4 separate regions of the Mus musculus genome follow, and all the other regions are linked to region 2. A link is a contact called in public Hi-C, HiCAR-type and HiChIP or PLAC-seq data. All regions are on one chromosome and are shown on one strand. The core of a region is the stretch at or near the end of the contact, and the rest is flanking DNA. Distances in the headings are between cores, read along the strand shown.

Region 1 (3,273 bases), core at 602-3,101, 2.1 Mb before region 2:
CCTGACGAGGTTGCATGTCTGTGTGATATCTCTGGCTGGTGTGAAAGTCATGATGTTTTTCCACTCTGCAAAGGTCCTCTTTGTTTGACTAGCCATGAAGACCTCTCCTTTACTTGGTTGTCTGGCTGCCTGCTGTTTGTTGAGCTAGTTTGCATCAACAGTTGCCTAGACACCATGTGAAGACAGGCTTGGGTAAAGACTTTTCCTTTTTTCCCTTCCTTCTTTTCTTCCTTTCTTCCATTCTTTCTTTCTATCACAGGTGCATTCTGATTAAGATTGGTGTTATAAATAGATCACTGTATATATCCTGGCCTTAAGGTACATGGAAGTCAAACCAGAACCCCATACATGGGGTTACCTCCATGTGCCTGTAGTCAACAATCCAGGATGGTCATAGATGACCCAAACCTTCCTCTTCCACAACTTCCCTCCATGGAGACTCTGTGTTGTAAATTGCTGGCCCTTTTTAAAGAACATTAGCAAAACCAACAGAAAAATTTCAGACACCATTATTCATCTGCCAGCTACTCGGAGCTCAGCCAGGCTTGAGTGTGTGTGACGGGAGAAGGTGGGTGCCCCAAGTTGGTCATGATGCGGGAATGTGTTATATGGAGTGGCCATCAATCAGCCCAGTGATACGCAGGTTTTCAGCAGAGCAACACTAGGAGCTAATCCTCTTTTAAAAGCAGTTACAGTGACTTAGAGGGACAAACTCCCTAACCCTGAATTCTGTTACTTCCCAGGAAACAAATCATGATGGAGTCAAGAGACACCAGTGGGCACACCTTCAAAGTTCTTATTAAATGATTCAAGGATTCTTAAACTCCTGGGCAGGGAACTAAATGATTGTGGCCGGACCTGGGGTCAAAGGAGAAAGAGATGCCAGGAAAGGATAGTGTTGGTAAAGTCAGCAAATATTGACTAAGCACCTCCTACTCGCAGAATTTCCCTTATAGGTGGGGTAGGGTCACTGTCAAACAGTCAACAAAGTAGGAGTCAGATAATAAAGTCCAGAACAGATAAATGTTAATTTCAGATAATGACAAGAGCAAATGTGGATGATAAAACGGTTTTGTGACCCCAGGGTAGGCATAGGCACCGACTTCTGGAGCTGGCTTTTGATATGGGCTGCTGGGGGCCTGGGAGGGGTTTGGAATCAACAGCCAGGAGATGGGGAAGGAGGTGCATCATGGAAGAGATAGAAATCCAGACGCAGAGGATGTGCAGGGCTTAGACAACAAACTATGTCCAAGTTTCCCAGATGGTCTTAATTGCCTTTGGGGGGGGGGACGCCTAGCAGGGTATTAGTCACAGAAATGACAATAAGGATATGTAGATTTTCCCTGTAATCGCTTCTTGCTATTTGCAAAATAGCAAGTCCCACAAAGTCATTGAACTATCTAATAGCAGAGGAGAGAAATGTGAAGATTCTCATAAGCCTCTCATGCCAGCATTTTTATCAGCCAGTTGATACATAGTCTTAATAGTGTGTGCATCTGTTTAGGGACACCTCATTCAATGAGTTCTGCTGGCTTGTTTACACTGGACTACGGTCCAGAGCACCATACCTTGTTTGGATGGCACTTATCTAGCCTAAGGATGGTTTCTGTGAGGCACGTCATCATCTCCTTGCTTTGGGGAGCAAAGGCACCTCACAACTGTGCCTGGAGCTGCTTCAAACAGCAGACTGACTCATCGACAGTGCACAGATGTGTAAACACGACACTGAACAGACCCCGCAGAGGACACCGTTTCCGGTGTGAGGATGGAGTCAGGCTGCTGGCACCCGGAGCCTGAGCAGCAGTGACCTCAGTTTTCCGTGCTTTGCACAGACTCGCAAGAGACTCCCACTGGGAGGGGGGGTGGCAAGTAAACCCTAGCAAGCAAATGAGTCACAAATACGGAGTCTGTGGGTAGTACAGTGTGTCCCACTGTCCTCCTGACTGGTGCTACATGGTTGACAGTATGGTAAGTGGCTTGCCATGAATGCAGCTCTATTCACAGAGCCAACTCTTGAAAGCCCGAGGAGGAGGTAGCTGAAAAGGCCGAGGTAGGTAAGAAACAGCCCCATATGTCTTAGGAAGGTTGAGGGCAGTCATTTGCCTTTCACTTAGGAGGGAGCTTCATGTGCTGTGGACTAGCTGCCCAGAAAACAGTGCAGCTATAAGCTGACTGGAATCATACCTGCCTCTACCTAAAATAATTGGCAAGTATTTTGCCCACTGTCCTGGATAGTGAGTCTTGCCCCTTTCTTTGCTCACTATCATTTGGTAAGAATAGATGTACATGAAAATCGTAGCTCATGTTGCCCACTCGACACAGACAGACATGGTTCTCTATGTACTTATTTCAAAATTGTACGTGCTCATGATGTTCATGCTGCACCCATGCCTTCAACATGAAGGATGAATTAATTAGCTGTGAACTCTAACTTTTCACGGAAGGATGGTCTCGTGGGAAAATGTGGTTCTTACACTCAGGGAAATAGATGCTCATTTTCTGTCTCTGCCCCTCTCTGAGCTGCACAATTTTGGGCCCATTGTAGATCTTTTCTGGGCTCACACTTTCTCATTGGTAAACTGACTAACTAATATGTCTGTTGTAAAGATTTATTAAAATAATATATTTAGCCATTTTCCTCGTCATGCTTCCGTGGCTAGGCCTTAGTGGACAGCTAGCTCTTCGGTGGCTTCCTAGATAAAATGAATGAATCATCGTGTAGACAGCGACCTTTGTCTCCCAGCTGCTCTGCCTGGAGAGGATCACTCCCAATCGAACCGTTATCACATCGTCCGTGTACCCTGGCTTCTGCATCAGTAAACACCTTAGCCTGATGTCACTATTGACTTTCTTCCTTTTAAACACAAATGTTCTAGAGTACACACAGAGGAAGATTCCCTTAGATTCTTTTCCCCTCTAATCTTGAGGGAGATGTTGCCAGGTTTTCTGTGTCCCCTGGTGAGTCAGGGGCTCAGGAACACTCACTTGGTATGACAGACAAATATGAAAGGGATGGACAGCTACTGGTCTAGTGTGGTACCTGTCACATCAAGGGAAAAGTACAGTACCAGGAATGGCTTGAACCACAGGATCCCGACCAGTAGCCAAGTCTTGGAGGTACTCGACAAGGGATATAAAGATTCCCCATTTTATGATAATTTCGCAATTACATGATACTATATGGTTCTTTATACCTAATAAGGACATTTTACAGAATTTATACTTGATTTTAAAACTCTATTTATCATACTGTGGATTGGGCCCAGGGCCATG
Region 2 (3,343 bases), core at 569-3,068:
CAATTCCCATCTAGGTGTTCCTTCAAAGAACTTCAGCCAAGCTAGGAGCAAGCTGTGGAGTGCGGTGTGGAAATAGGGGTAATGGGTAGACAAGCCACACAATCAAATGCAAGTTTTCAACTTAGGCAACATCTCAGAGGTTACAAAGTATTCAGCTGCCTTGCACCATCAAAGGGAAGAGCCTGGAATCTTTCCACCACACCCAAGCCTCTCCTATCAGTGGGAGGCCAGTTCCCATTTCTGATACCTTACAGAAGAGACAGGGCAGTATATCTCAACCACGATTTAGTGTTTACGTGTTCAACATCTTGGCTCCTTTTGAAACCTCATGAGGTGCAAACTGAAGCATAGAAAATTTAAATAACCTGGCCAACACCCACCCAACCCCACGTCCCCAACACACACACATACACACACACCTTGAGATTAAAGATAGGGTCTAAACTCTTAACCATTTAGAAAACAGTTGAAACGGCTAATGTAAAAAGCAAGATTTGCAGAAACTAGCAGTGTTTGACCAAGTTCCACAAGAGGAAAGTTGATTCCATCTCTGTACATCTGATTCCACTTTTCCCAACAAAAGCAATGAAGAGGAGACAGACCCAGGGCAAGAGAAGGAACATCAGTTACATCCTAGCTAAGCATCTAATGGTCGGCTTCAGCATCTCTCCATAAATGTTGAAAATTTTGAATTTTCCAATCAAAACCCATGTTTAAGTACAGAGCGCTAGTCCCGCACCAGGTAGCCTCATTCAGCAAAGCACTTAAAAGGTTAAGTGTAATCGATTTAATGTTCTCCCTGCTTATCAATGAACAGCAAATGCAGTGGAAGGGCCAATCCTATCACCTTACACTAGCTGGCTGATGCTGCTTTTAAAAGTGATTCCTAACAAGTAAATTACTGCTAATTACTCCTACCTCCTAAACTAAGGCCTAGTTAGGACACTAGAGAAACCCCAGAGGCAACTGAGTCTTTGTAGGGCAGTTTTATGTAAACAATACTCATTCTCGGAGCACCAGGTAGCCACTGACCGTGGGAAAGAAAGAAGATATCTGCTTTATTAGAATTCGAAGATGAAACGCTTTCATCTGAAAGTGTTTGAAAACTTTCATCTGAAAATTTGACTGGCAAGTTTCCTAGAATCCTCAACAGGCAATTTTAGAAATACTTGATTTTTGCCAGAAAAACGTGTTAACTCAAAAAGGAGACTTGAAAGGGTGTGGGGAGGGGCAGGTTTTTACAAGAGTTACTCGCAGGGCAGTCTGACTCACTCCTCAAAGCGGGCAATCTGTAAAGGTCTGAAGAGGGAGGGCACTGTGGATCTCTCGCTGCGACCTCGTGATGTGGCTGACTAATGCACGGCGTGTGAAAGGCACTCTGAGGCCTCAAATAAGCCGTATATAATAGATGGGGGTCTACGGGAAGTCGCGTGGAGAGGACAGGAGCCAAGTCATCTTGATGACTCCTCCGACCCAACTTACCGCGAAGATTTCGCCAAGAGCTCACAGTAAGTGGTTTTTTGAAAACGCAGTCATATCACTGACACCCCAAAGTTTTCGGAACTTGAAGGACTACATATAAACAAACCCAGGCAAAGACCCAAGGACTTAGGAGGAGGCCAGAGGAAAACTGCGCGAGCAAACCCGAGGGCGACGAGCCCCAACTGCAGAGCCGTGCACCGCCGACCCGGGACCCCGGGGGAACGAGGCGACCGCGAGGCCCGATCCTCCGAGGCCCCACTCACCAGGAACTGGAGCATGATGTCGGTGGGGAGGGCGAGGAGGGTGTGAGAGGTGCTCCAGCTCCAGCTCGGCTCCGGGACTCCTCCCCGGCGCGAGGGCGGAACCCGCTGCCAGGTTCCGGTTTACGCCCCGCCCCGCCCTGCCCCGCCCTCTCCATTCCCGGAAGCGACTCGCGGAGCCGCAGCGCCCTCTGACGGCCATCTCGGGAAGCAAGAGGGCGAGGTGCAAACCTAGGCCTCTTTGAACCAAAGCCTCCGGGTGACAAGGACGCTGGCAATTGTATTAATACAGTCAGACGTGGCTGTGTTACCTACTAAACCAGGGTGGGGGTGAGGTAGCGGGTGCCATGCCAAGTGAACAACTCACTCTCCTGGGAGCCTTTATGAAGTCCACACTAATCTCCACCACAGCCGACTCTCAGACGAAAAGGGGGAAAAGGTTCCATTTCACAAAAGCCCACAAGTGTGCTATGCAGCCTAGTTAAGGGTAGTCCTCAGCCACGTGATAGATGATGGAGAGAGGTCTGCGGAGTCTGGCACGACTGGATCCAAGTAGCGATTGCTGGCAGCCACCAGCAACCTATCTGAAGTTTACTTCCTCCTCAAGTGGAGCGCGAATCATCTACCATGCAGGAGCCAAAGATGAATCCACTCTTGTCCGGTCGCGCTGCTGGTCACCCACATACACAAGCACATCGAAACCACCCTTCTCATGTTGCTCTCAGTCTTTGGAATTGACCTTTATCTAGTTAAGGGGTACTCTGGCTTCAAATAACAGAAAAACAAATCAGCTGCGCCTAGTGGGGCTGTTAACCCTGGGACAATGGCAGAGGACTACTTAACATATCAAAGTGGACCTGGCCTCCTGGTCCTCGCCAGCATCCCTCAGTCCCGGCCTGTTACAGGGTGTGGCTGGCACATGCAGCCCTCTACCCTAAACTCACCAGTTCAGGGGCTGGGCTGCTTTTCCCGATGAGGCTTTTCCCTATATAATCCAGCCATTTTGGTTACCTGAACTGTGATGGTTTACATATGCTCGTCCCAGGGAGTGGCACTATTAGAAGGTGTGGCCTTGTTGGAGGAAATGTGTCACTGTGGGGATGGACTTGGAAATCTTCCTCCTAGCAGCTTGAGGATGCTCTCTGGCTTCCTTCAGATGAAGATGTAGAACTCTCAGCTCTGCCAGCACCATGCCTGCCTGGATACTGCCATGCTTCCACTTTGGTGACAATGGACTGAAACTCTGAACCTGTAAGCCAGCCCCAATTAAATGTTGTCATTTCTAAGAGTTGTCTTGGTCATGGTGTCTCCTCACAAAAGTAAAACCCTAACCAAGACCCGAACCTTTTGTTCCTTTGCCCTTTGGGCCCCTGTATCTCATTCTGCTGCCTCTCCCCTCCTCAAAAGAGGAAAATATCTCTCTCTCTCTCTCTCTCTCTCTCTCTCTCTCTCTCTCTCTCTCTCTCTCTCTCTCTCTCTCCCAGCTCAATCAAAGTCAAGTTCTTTGAGCTCCCAGATGTCCTTGCCTCTAGCTATGTCTCCCTTTCTTCTCCAACCAACTTTCTCCTCCACCATCCCTAGTCAAGCCCTCTCTCAGAATT
Region 3 (3,194 bases), core at 429-2,928, 2.2 Mb after region 2:
TGGTGCTCTGATGGAAGGCATCCATTGCCTTCTCAGCCTTGGTCTTCATCCTCATTAACAAGTGTTATTTGTATCTCCTCACTCTCCGTATGGAAGCCTCTAATTTTGTAAATATAGACCGAGCAACTGCTTTATGAAACACCCTTCAATACACGCCGTCTATGGGGTAGGAAGTGAGGTGATTGTGTTTATGGATGGGGAGGACCCGATGTAAGGAACGGCAATCCCTGTGTATCTGGGTTCTCAAGAGAAGCAAGCTCAACTGTGATGTAATGGGAGGACGCAGACAGGGGCAGGCAGTTTCAGAACTGCAGGAGAATATCATGTGATTTAGAGCACATGTGTTGAAAAGAACGACACAATGAGATGAAGGGCACTGCTGCTATATGCTGGGATATAGCAGCGGGAGGGACATAGTGTCTTGCGCTACAGATTCTGACATGCTGACAAATAACTGAAGCTCAAAAATATTTCTTCAACATTGTGGATCCCTTTGGCCTAGGAGGATGCCATGGTATGCTGTATTCTCTGTCTTTTAATGTTGAGAAGGGCAAATTGAAAAAGGTATTTTTGTTCAGCTAGTTCTGTCCCCTCCCCTCCCATCCCCCTTCTGCCCCACTCTTCTTCTTCCCTCTTGTTTTTTCTCCTCCTTCACATAGCTCAGGCCTGGGGCATTGCATAGACAACTGAGCTACATCAGTAGTCCCATCCATCTAATTTCTAAATGAAAGGGTATTTCTCTGGCTCCATAAATCTAAGATCATACTGTACTTTTAGCAACAGTGTTTGACAGCAAACAAACAAACAAACAAACAAAAAAGCAAAACAAAAAAACCCTAAAATCAACCAAATAACCAAATAACAACAAAACTGAAACTGTGTGTGTGGTTATCCTAACATTTTTAGACTTCTTGGAGGTAAAGTACCAAGCTAGAAACTTTCCAAAACAGATCATCTCTACTTTGTCTAACGCTGCTATAACTCCTCCATGAACGGACCATTTTCCTCTGTCTAATCATCCTGTGATCTAACTTATGTAAGTGAATAAGAGACACAAACACGAGAAGCAGTGTTCTGTCTGTATCTTTGTGTAAATAATTTTTCCTGTGCATTTTTGCATGTAGATTTGAAAGCCCTACATTAAAAGTTGCATTTCATACAGACTGACAAATACCAAAGTCATAAGATAGGAACATAGGCATATGTAGTCTCGGCCCCTTTAAAAGACTAAGTGGCAAAATGCTAAGTTTAGTTGTTACAGGTTTGTGAATTGGAATATACAAGTTGTTTGTTTAGGGGAGTGCATCTTCCATATCTAGCTTTGAGAGCCTGTATTTACCTAACTTACCTAAGGTTCTAGAGTCAACTGCAAAACAAGCTGGTTGGGTGAACCAACTTTTTTGAAAGTAGACCAGAAGGAGGCCTTCAGGGCTGTCAAGACTACAACTCCCAGAATGCTCGGTTCACTTTACAGTTTAGGGAGTGAGACCTGTCACAGCACCTATCGCTCCGGATCGAGACTACAATTCCCATTATTCTCAGAGGCTCCGGAAGCCCTATTAAGCACCACCTGTTGCCATAGCATCCGGGTCCAATCCAGCCAATCCTAGTGCACCTTCTGATAAGAGGCGGGCAGTTTGCTTCTCGGGCTAACCCGAAGCGGCCTACTTCTGGCACGTGACCGGAGGAGGCGGGCTTTTGGGACCGGCGCCTTCTCCTTGCTTCTTTTTTGGGGTCGTGGCCTTGCTCCTGCCCTGCAAGAGAAGCGTCCAGGGCTTTCACGCGCAAGTGTGCGCGTGGGTCCTGACGTGCTCGTAGGTCCACGCTCCAGACTCTGCGGGGACAGAAGCAGGAGCCATGGGCGGGACCGCTAGCACCCGCCGGGTCACCTTCGAGGCGGACGAGAACGAGAACATCACCGTGGTGAAGGGCATCCGGGTGAGTGCCGTGGGCGGGCGGAGGGCAGCCTTTGACCTCGGATCCCAACGCTGAAATGTGCCTGGGACAGCTGCACCTGCTTTCTCCGCTCTCGGCCCGCCCTGCTGTCCCGCTAGAAGTCTGGGTCTCTGGGAAGAAGCTCGTAGTTTCAAGACTCCGAACCTCCATTCAGAGAAAGTTCTTGGTTGTGTGCCAGGAGCCATGCACTGTGCCGGGGTGGTGGTGCCGGGTCACCACGGTCGTCCTTGCTCACTAGTTGCAGGACTTTATTAAAACTCTTGCTTCACTGTGCTGGTCCGTGTGCCTCCTGTACAGGACCCAAGCCCTTCTTTTCCACGCACAGTTCTTTCTCAGAGTGAATTGGTGTTTTAAGGATTACTCTTCTTTGCCTCTGTTATTCCCTGCCCCTCTTCTGGTATTACCATTCAAGTCATTCCTGACCCTGCTGCTAATTTCTGGCTTCTGGCTCTTTCCCTTCCACCTGATAATTTCGTTTTCCCAGGCGCCTCCCCTGTGGTTTGTTGGCCCAAGTTATGAACCTGACCCAGTTGGACTATACAGGCCTATAACTGCCAGCCTGCTAGGGGCGGAGGTCGGTTTGCAGGCCTTCAAGGTTGTAGAACTGAGACAACTTCTAAGGGATCGTTATAGAGACTTATTAAATGCCCTCTGCATGTACTTGATACATGAACTGAAAACTTGAATTTCCTCTAGGGCGTTAGTATACACACTAACAACTTTAATATTCTCCTTTGCCTCGACTTTGGAGCTTCATGCTTTGGGAAGTACACTTACTTGTATCTAGTAAATAGAGCACTATGACTTCAGAAGGTTTTAGAGTACTTTATATTTTCTGTCTACTGCTTTTACACAACTACTCTTAATTAACTATGTAAGAGTTACAAGGAAATAAAAACTTAAAAACATTTCAACTGCTTGAAAACTTTTTCCTTTGAAATTTGTTACTTTGAAAAGAACTTATTAAAGTTTTATTGATTAGAAACCCCAGACTGTTGAACTGAGTTTTTGAGTCTGTGACCAGCAATTCTCACTCTACTAGTGATAGAGCCCTTTGCCTGCTGTGGTTTAGTTGGTAGTTTTTGTAGTAAGATAAGAATTACTGCATACTTGAGTTTTGTACAGAGGTGGAGGGAAAAAAAAAAACCAAAAAAGAAAGGAAAAGAAAGTCGATAAAAGGCTTAGAATGTTGAAAACTTAAAAAAAAAAAAAAAAAAAGGAAAGTAAATTTCAGATGA
Region 4 (3,259 bases), core at 101-2,600, 2.1 Mb before region 2:
GGCTCTAGGCTCCATGGCTTCCTCTCTCTGGTCCTGCCACACAGAAGGAAAGCCCTGTCCAGGATAATGAGCGTTGCTGACACCCTTGCTAGCTTGTCCTGCCTACCTGCTTACCCCACTCCCTCACCTTCCTCCTTCCCTTCTGCCCTCCATCCACCTGCCTTAACTAATTGGGGCTGGAGTTGGTCATTTTTGTACACCCACAGTGGTACCTTTTACAGTCAGGTTTGGATACTTTGCAGCTCATCCAAAGAGACATAACTAAACCCTAAACTCTTTTTTTGTTGTTGTTGTTGTTGTTTTTTTTTTTTATGATTAAAAAGTAAAAATTGTAGTTTAAAAAATCCTTTCCTCTTTCATACAAATAAGAAATGGAAATTGCTCGTTTATTGTATAAGATAGAAGATTCGTTTAAAGTGTTTCCCCACCCCCACCCCCAGCTTGTAAAAGATTTTATGTAAGAAATGTGCTTACACTTTGTATTTTATTTTTAGCAGCAGCTAAAAGGCCTGTAGTTTTACTCTCTCTCTCCTCTCTCTCTCTCTCTCTCTCTCTCTCCCTCTCTCCTCTCTGTCTTCATCATCTTTGAGATCATTAGAGCCTGTATAAAGGGGATTATGGCCCTGCCTTCTATGTCACACATAGGATTTGGTGTCATTAGTGTTTGCTGTCATGCCCCATGAGTAGCTCCTTACTTGGTCTGCTCAGGGCATCCTAGGGAATGTTCCTTTCCCCCACTCCTCCCTCCCTACCGTGGTGGATTCCCAGCTGGCAGATGGCCAAGCTCAGGGCCACTGTGATCTTGGCAGCCCTCCTGTTTAAGGGGCTGCCACCCTCCCTTACAGGGTGGTGTATAGCCAGGGCTATACAAAAAGGGTGGCTAGTGACCTTTTCTCTCTCTTCTCTCTCTCTTCTCTCTTCTCTCTTCCCTTGATCTTCCTTGGCCTGGCCCATTCTGCTCTTTACAGTGCCAGATATTTATACATCATAAACTTAGGAAATGCCTAAAAGAGCCTAAGCAGGAAAAATCCTAGGGTGAGGCAATGTTTGCATGATGAGAGAGGAAGGGTTTGCCATAGAGAGCTGAAATGGGGATTTAGACTGATGTGTGCATTGGCTGAGCTGAACCTTGGTCTCTTGATGTCCCTGGAGAGCTGAGGTCGAGACCCCATTCATGCAGGAGGAGGAAGAAGGAAGTGTCCAGTCACATCCTTAGTTCTCAGAGGACTTTATTTTCCTCTCTACCTACTCTTTTGGGTGTCACTGTCTCCAGACAGCAGGGCCCTTTGTCTCTGAGAAATTAGCCATCCAGAATAGAATCTGTAACAAGAGACATGGGACATAAGCCAGAGAACTCAAACAGCCCTTTAAAGGAGCTCTCGGCAACCAACACTGCCACTCTATGAGAAAACCCTCTGCCCTTTACTGCTGCTGGCTTGCCGTCTGGGATGCTCAGTAGAGTCAAGGGACCCAGCAGAGATGCATGAGACAAGATGGATTGCGAGCAATTAGTGGATGTGTGCACTTTTTGTTCAGAGTTTAAGGCTAGGATATTGGTTTTTCCCACTGACTGAGCTGTCCTGCAAACCAGTCAATACCTTATGGTTATGTCTGAAGGTTTTAAATAGTGGTTGACCCAACACCTTGGACTGAAATTTTGAAAAGTTTTGAAAAAAGACTGCTAGACTTAGAGAGAGAAGCCAGAACAAATTCCGCTGGTTATATTTTCTACCTTGTAAACAGGTCAGCACCCCCACTACTCTTTTTAAAATCACTTTAGTGATGGAGATGTCTTGCAAAGATGTAGAGAACAAGGCCTCTTTTCCCTAGATGAGACCTGAGGAACCCAGTTGCCCCTTCCCCCCACCCCCTTTACAGCTCCCAACTTGGGTCCTGTAAATGGAGGTGTCATTGCCATCACCATCGCCAGCATTGAGGAAGAGCCTCTGAAGTGTCAGGACTTTGCAGTGTAGCTCATGCAAAGAGAGTGTTCTATAAAAATCTTGACAGCTGAACTCAGTTGCTCTTTCCTGGCAGGAGGTGGGGGTGGGATCTAACATGAGTGCAGGCAAAATTAGATAACCATTCGGTTCATAGAAATGATTCCATGCCTTGGGAAGACAGATTTGGGGCCACATTGTTTACAAACTATACACACCAGGTTAATAGACACCCCGTCTTAAGCACCAGCTCCTCTTGGGTGCCCCCAGAGCCCCTGCAACTGTTATCCACATACAACAGGGATATCGGACTGCTTTCTTCTTCCGGCTGGTACAGAATCTGTGTCCATCATTTTTCACTACAGGTCTTGTTAAAATTCTTTGCAGCACTTCGTGTCCCCTCACGTCCCATGTGCTCAGACCCAGAAAAAGCAGAACAGAATTAGAAGTGCCTCTGAGCCTTGTGAAGTGTGTGCGCAAGCCCCCATGGAGAAATGGAGACATCTTGTCCCCACCTGAGGAGTGGACATCTGCCTGATTCTTGCCAACACGAGGGGTGGAAATGGGAGAAAAAGCTTTTAGTTGCTAATTTGTTTCCGCTGAGCCAAGTGTTTGAGAAACCTGGACTAGAGCTTAGCACTCCCACTTGCAGCCTGGCAGGACCTGTGGAGCCATTAACGGCGGGGGTCTTAGCGAGAACCACTTCATTAGAGCACTTGCTGCAGAGGCAGAGAGCAGAGCCGCCAGGATAAATTCTGCTTCCACCCCACAAAGGCAGTCACAGGAGAGAGTGGAGAGAGCAGTAAGGAGGCCACTGGAAGGAGCCAGACACAGATTCTGGTTCATTCATTCATTCATTCCTTAGACATTTTCGGTTTTACAAAGGAAGAACAGGTTTCCTAAGGCCGAGGAAATCTTGGAGAATAAAAAAGGACTTGGAAAACAAGTCTTAGTAGTCATTCAGAGGACTCAAGTACTAGTGCTAGGTCTCTTTCCTTCCACTCTCTCTCTCTCTCTCTCTCTCTCTCTCTCTCTCTCTCTCTCTCCTAAGTACTTATTCATGCCTCTGATGTGCCTTGTATCTGAATCCAGGATGGCAGAGATCCCCTGTCCCTGGAAGGTGTCATATATTACTAGCTAGTATTAGGTTGAAGTTGGGGGTGGGGGCTTTCTCCGTAGGCTTGGGGATGGTTCCCTCAAAGTGAGCCACTATTAGATTTGCCCATCAGGGGAAAAGAAATGGGGTTATATCCATTAGGAAAATCCCATTTTATAGATAGAGGTGCAATCACATAAAAATGTGGCCAGGCAGGATTAAA

Evidence for each region. A called contact is a pair of places that touch in the nucleus more often than the background predicts. HiCAR-type assays count read pairs that join an accessible place to other places. HiChIP or PLAC-seq counts read pairs in DNA pulled down with a chosen protein or histone mark.
Region 1: an H3K27ac HiChIP or PLAC-seq map of extraembryonic endoderm stem cells shows a contact between it and region 2, with 8 times the contacts expected there. The contact joins the enhancer-like site here to the promoter of 1810058I24Rik in region 2. A contact is called at or near these places in 5 of 39 promoter capture datasets (the 3T3-L1 cell line, hippocampal neurons and liver) and 2 of 115 datasets of contacts at active chromatin or transcription factors (astrocytes and extraembryonic endoderm stem cells).
Region 3: a Hi-C map of regulatory T cells shows a contact between it and region 2, with 5 times the contacts expected there. The contact joins the promoter of Chchd3 here to the promoter of 1810058I24Rik in region 2. A contact is called at or near these places in 3 of 484 Hi-C or Micro-C datasets (CD4 T cells and regulatory T cells).
Region 4: a HiCAR-type map of astrocytes shows a contact between it and region 2, with 4 times the contacts expected there. The contact joins the enhancer-like site here to the promoter of 1810058I24Rik in region 2. A contact is called at or near these places in 2 of 39 promoter capture datasets (hippocampal neurons and liver), 2 of 115 datasets of contacts at active chromatin or transcription factors (astrocytes and extraembryonic endoderm stem cells) and 1 of 9 other capture datasets (embryonic stem cells).

What each region holds. Positions count from the first base shown.
Region 1 is chr6:37,397,674-37,400,946 of GRCm38.p6, reverse strand. All of the region lies in intron 1 of Creb3l2 (cAMP responsive element binding protein 3-like 2), which reads left to right. Among named protein-coding and RNA genes, the nearest start is that of Gm33275, 19 kb to the left of the region's middle. Within about 2 kb of position 1,851, at least 85 of the 459 cell types and tissues checked have an H3K27ac peak or open chromatin away from gene starts, as enhancers often do. A contact at or near this core is called in extraembryonic endoderm stem cells and liver, where this site is marked.
Region 2 is chr6:35,251,185-35,254,527 of GRCm38.p6, reverse strand. 1810058I24Rik (RIKEN cDNA 1810058I24 gene) reads right to left here and starts at 1,818. Exons shown (of 3, transcript NM_001384235.1): 1 at 1,746-1,818. The coding sequence starts at 1,760.
Region 3 is chr6:33,058,744-33,061,937 of GRCm38.p6, reverse strand. It overlaps Chchd3 (coiled-coil-helix-coiled-coil-helix domain containing 3), which reads left to right and starts at 1,678. Exons shown (of 8, transcript NM_025336.2): 1 at 1,678-1,938. The coding sequence starts at 1,858.
Region 4 is chr6:37,328,207-37,331,465 of GRCm38.p6, reverse strand. Creb3l2 (cAMP responsive element binding protein 3-like 2) reads left to right here. Exons shown (of 12, transcript NM_178661.4): 12 at 1-445. Among named protein-coding and RNA genes, the nearest start is that of Dgki, 30 kb to the right of the region's middle. Within about 2 kb of position 1,350, at least 50 of the 459 cell types and tissues checked have an H3K27ac peak or open chromatin away from gene starts, as enhancers often do. A contact at or near this core is called in astrocytes, where this site is marked.